Linked DNA regions of Gossypium hirsutum: region 1 is linked to region 2. Evidence: chromatin contacts called from public Hi-C data. All regions are on one chromosome and are shown on one strand. Each heading gives the region's core, a stretch centred on a gene start, on an enhancer-like site or on the middle of the called end of the contact. The rest is flanking DNA. Distances are from core to core; before and after follow the strand shown. Region 1 has its middle 150 kb from the start of LOC107898405. Region 2 holds the start of LOC107954697 (bifunctional aspartate aminotransferase and glutamate/aspartate-prephenate aminotransferase).

Region 1 (2,853 bases), core at 182-2,681, 160 kb after region 2:
GTGACTTAAATAAAAAATTTTGAATAGTTCAATGGCTTAAATGAAAATTTTCAAATAATTCAGTAATGAAATTGTAAATTTTTTAATTAATTGATCAAAACGAAAAATTACCATAATTTAATAACTAATGATGTAGTTTACCTTATTTTTTTATTAGAAAAGTAAACAACAAAAAGGAATTCAAAAGGAATAAAATAAAAAGAAATAGATTAAAAAGAGAGATGGATAATTTGTCTCGTTGAACTCTTTATTAATTTATGATTAAAAATGTTAAGATTGAACTTGAAATAATAAACTCCATGAAAAGAATCATTCAACTCTCAAATAAAAATTTGCTTCACCCAAAGTAACAAGAAAATTTCTAACTATATTCGAGTCTCTAATTTGAAAGGTCAGGGCTTCTTTATATTGACACTTAACTGATAAATTTTAAACGAAATATAATTCCTAAAAAATAATTAACTATTCAAATTAACTTTTTTATATAAAAGAAACTCAAAGTAAACGAATATATAAATATTTAATCTCTTAAATTTCTACATAATATATAACTTTAAAAACTTAGGCCTAAAGTGTAGCAAGTGGTGAAAAAGAAACTTCCTAACGGATGCCGCCCACTAAAATCCCATATCAACATGAACTCTCGGTTAATTCTCTCAGATTTAATCCAACGAGTTTTTGGTTATGGGTTTTTTCAAAACGTAAAGAAATGAACTCTTACATAAATGCATTTTACTTAATATTTAATTAATGAGCTTTACTTTTAGTGATTCAACCACATGAAATATTGATATCTTCATTTTTTTTAACTTGAAAAATATATAAAAATTGAATAATAAAAAAACCCTTCAATTACTTAATGTAATTTATAAATAAAATTTAAATAATCTTTCTTGATTTTTTTAAAAAAATATTATTATAGGTTCTAATCATATCTACTCTTTTTGATACAATGTCCAGAACTACTCATAACCCCTCCTCAACCCATAAATATAAAGATAATGCGCTTCAACATACTCGAACCCACGTCCTTCTGTATTGACAACAATACTCATACCAATCGAGTTAAAACTCAATTAACTTTTTTTTCTTGCTTGTTTGATTTCCTCTTCTTTCCTTATAAGATGACTGAATTAACCTCCCACATCAATAAAATTTCAGTGCCGAATTGTCTCATAAGCTATGCTTTCATTATAGATTCTCGATTAAAGACTATCAAACAATCGGGAGCGTATAGATTTGAAGGCGATATCTATATTCACTTTTATCAAACCAATTGGACCACATTGGCTTCAATTTCTACCCTTACAAATGAATCAAAAAGGAAGCAAAACTGAACTAAATACAAAATACCTCTCATTACGTATTGTCCAAGAAACCGGCTTAGGTTGTTGCCCCCGGAAAGGGATATTAAGGTTAACCTGCAGAAATTAAACATTGTTGTACTTGGTGGGCTGAGAATGGCCACTCATGTCCATGGTGTTCACATCACCACACAGCAATCTAGTGGTCCTCAGTAAGAGAGCAGACCAATCGTAAACAAACAGCATGATTATTATTGGTCGTGGATGGATGATTCTGAGCCTTTTAACATTGACATATGATGCACGTTTAATTTTATGATTTAGTATTTTCCCGATAATTAGATCTACTATTCATTAAACCACAAAATATTTATCATTCATCCGTCTTCTTCTTCATTAATTATTGCATGGAGGGTCTGTTTTAGATTTGTCTATTTATTTAGATTGAGATTCGAAATTAAGAAAAGTTTTGAATTCAGCTTCATCTCGTATAAATTCAAATTAATTAATAAAAATATTTTTAAATTAATTTTGTATATCTATAATATATAATCTATAATCTATTAACAGCACGACTTTAAAAAAACTTTTCAATTGGTTAATATAATAATTGTTGTTCATTATATTATTGGAATTGTCACTTTAAATTTATTTTATTATTTATAAGATTTATCACATTTATAAATAAGATTTTTTATTTTACTAAAATATTTTTTTAAAATAAATTTACTTAATAAAATATTTTTCATACTTATATGTAAGAATTCTAGTTCTATTAAAATACGAATTTATATAATAAAAAATAAAAAATTTAAATTTTATATTGAACTACTTTGTATTTAAATTGTTACGTTTTCATTAACAAAAAAAGTAAATATATTATTTAAGTTTTAAGTAAAAATTTTAATTATTTATACAGTAAGTAACTTTATATCTCAAATGTGAAATTTTATAAATAATATGTTTATATAATCTAACATAATATATTATACTTATATTAATTATATATTATCTACGAAGTCAGTTTCTTGATTATTAAGAAAAGAAAATTTGAATATTGAGTATTAAAGTGTTTAGTTTATGATATATCATTTTTTTTTAATTTGTAAAAATACTTTAATTATGATTAGAAAATTTTCTATTAGCACTATATTTGAATTATAAAAATAAATTAATTATTTTAATTATATTTATTAGTCTTATTTTGAATGATGTTACTTTGCATTAATTACATGATATAAAACTATATTGTACACATTAAATATGGTACAAATACTTTAATTATAATTTTAAAATTGATTATTATATTTGAATTTTTATATTTTAATTATGTTCAACAATTCAAATAAAAAATTTAAAGCTAATAATAATTAAAAATAAATTGATTAAAAACTAATTAAAAAAATAAACGCATAATACAATTCATTTGACATTAGAAATTAGTATATATAAAAAACATAAGGTTAAAGAAACTTTTAAACTAACTAGAATACCGTTCCTTTCTTATTATATTACTAATTATTTTACCATTTTAAATATTTTTATTATT
Region 2 (2,700 bases), core at 114-2,613:
TTAACTCTAGGGCTCAAAGAGATATCAAGTTTCACTTGGTCGCTGCTACTCTCTGTCTTTGACATTGCAGTTATTCTATATGACTGTTGTTTAGAAGTCTCAACAGATCTGCCAAGAAGTATATACAACCAGACAATGAAATTCTCTAATATATCCAGTGCTCCCTTCTCCCTTTGGGAAATAATTAAGACTTTTGAGACAACTTTTCTTTAATTCTCACACAAACAAAAAAATGCCAGCACAAAATGCTTTCCTTGTTTAATCTTCAAGTTTATAGATAGTGCCACAAAGGGAAGTTTCTTAAATTAAAATGGTTCTGCAACTTCAATGAATCAGCTTAAGGAATGGAATAAACTAAGAATAAAGATGTTTCTCTTTACACTTCCATTAAAAAAAAAAAAGACAATACTCATGAAACCACTTCCATAGCAATCTCGTAGAAAATATTTAATAACATATGTTTCTTTATTTCAATATTCCATGTTCTCTTATACAGCGGATGATATCAAAACAGAATAAACGAAAATTGATTTGACCAACAAATTAGTGTCTCTGCAGATTGCTAAGGATAAACTAAAATCTGCAAAAGAAGCAAAGAAGCTAACATTGAGGCAGTGTCAAGTAAAATCTGCAAATGCATCAGTGATTCAACTGATGATCCAGAATCAAATTTCTGGATTTTCTTCAATGAACTGAATAGACAGATTATATGTTAAATGCAATCACAACCCAATATTGCTCCCCCTAGAATTTAAAAAAAAAAGCTAGAAACATTAAGATGCCGGAAAAAGGAACTTACTTTAAGGAAAGATTAGTAATAGAGGAATGGAAAGACACGGAAACGGAGGCCTTGGAAGCAGAATGTGATCCCAAAAATTTTGAGTCGAAGCCAACACCGGAAATTCCTGTTGAGTTATGAAGAGAAACTGCCATTTGTCCGAAGATTGAAGAGAAAACAAATTTTGGGCAAGAGGAGGAGGTTCCTCAGTGAAATAAATAAAAACAAACTCAAAATTAGTCCAGGAAAAATAAGGGGATGGGGGTTGGTGGGAGAACAAGTGGGCTTAATAGTTTATTATTTTATCTCCCTTAATGTTGGAAAGTGAGGTATGGTTGGTTTAAAGTAATAAGGTGGAATTTGAAGGCTTGAAATTTACATCAATCGATGGCGATGAAAGGAGAAAGGAGAGAGATGGGTAGGTGGAAGGATGCTAGTGGGAGCAAACAGTGGAAGTGAAGTCGGGAATTGACCCAATTCCGGGTATGCTGGTTGGCCAACAACTCCATCTCTCCTCGCTTATCACCTTGTACCTTACCTACCCCCTTTCAAACGATTTAAACTGAAATTAATTAATAATAAATTGAGAAACTTGTTTGGGTATAAAACGAAATCTGAACCACGCAAACTATATATACAGTCAATTATAAAAAAAAATTCATTTTAGGGCACCTAAAATAAAAAATTTACAATTTAAATATTAATGTTATATTTTTTAAATATTTTAGTCACTTATTTTAACGAAAAGTTAATATGGCAGTTAAAAAATTAGTATAATAACAAATATAACTTTTAATTTTTTTATATATTGGTAATTTAGTCATAACTTAAAAAAAATAACCTTTAAAATTTATAAATATTCTCATTTTGATTCTAATTCTAAAAACTTCAAAGAAACATATAAAAATACATAAATATTTTTAAAAATATATAATACTAAATTTAAATTTTATATTAATATTAAATATAATAAAAATCATTCCACCTCTTCTTCCTATCATGCAACGTAGATGCTTAAATTACAATTTTTTTTACTTAAGTGATTAAAAAAGTTATAATTAGATAACTATTTGTATAATTTATTCAAATACTAAATACATTATATTTGTTTATTATTATATTATTATCAATCATAAAATAATGTCCAATTAACTTGTAATAACATCTAATATATATACATATATAGACTATAGTAAGATTATGTTGCATTTTTAGAAAATTTAAATTTTAAAGTAATTATTTGCTTGGCAAGTGACACAAAACCAATTTTTAATTACTATTAATCATAGCTTAAAAAAAAACGTTTCCAATATATTTTCTTAAAATTTCCATTAATACTGGTAGTCATCAGAAATTATAATTTTAGTACAATCAACTTTTCTAAGTGGTATCTTTTTCAGGAAACCCTTATAAGATATATATTACTTTTTCTCCCACACATTAATTAACTTTATTGAAAAATTTCACCCCAATTTCATACACGCAATCAATTGATTGCTTCTTCCCTTACTCTATTAAAATTCTACACATCTCACGATCCATTTTATAATTGATATTCTTCAGCTTTGTTGTCCACCACACTTTTATTGTATAAAGTTAATGAAAACTCTTTCATTTTATCCTTTACATATCTGTATTTCCATCACACTAGTTATATCTCATTTTTTCCTTAATTTGTATTTTATTCCAGTATTTATCTTTTTATTTCTTGTTGCGTTTAATTTATATTCAGTAGCGGAACGTAATGGAGATCTAGGAGGTCATGACCTTCTAAAATGATAATGTTTTATTTAGATACTTTATAATTTATAAAATTTTAAATTAGTAATAGTAAAATTTTATTTTATTAACTAAAATAATAAAAATTTAATTTAATCTTTTAAAAATTATAAAATTATAAATTATTAAAATAATAAAATTAC

The links. Hi-C and Micro-C count contacts between places; a contact is called where the count stands out from the background.
Region 1: a contact with region 2 is called in a Hi-C map of leaf, with 2.9 times the contacts expected there. The contact joins the enhancer-like site here to the promoter of LOC107954697 in region 2. A contact is called at or near these places in 2 of 34 Hi-C or Micro-C datasets (both in leaf).

What each region holds. Positions count from the first base shown.
Region 1 is chrA11:41,668,195-41,671,047 of Gossypium_hirsutum_v2.1, forward strand. No RefSeq gene overlaps it. Among protein-coding and RNA genes, the nearest start is that of LOC107898405, 150 kb to the right of the region's middle. Within about 2 kb of position 1,432, at least 2 of the 9 cell types and tissues checked have an H3K27ac peak or open chromatin away from gene starts, as enhancers often do. A contact at or near this core is called in leaf, where this site is marked.
Region 2 is chrA11:41,512,428-41,515,127 of Gossypium_hirsutum_v2.1, forward strand. LOC107954697 (bifunctional aspartate aminotransferase and glutamate/aspartate-prephenate aminotransferase) reads right to left here and starts at 1,364. Exons shown (of 10, transcript XM_016890332.2): 1 at 800-1,364; 2 at 1-108. The coding sequence starts at 933.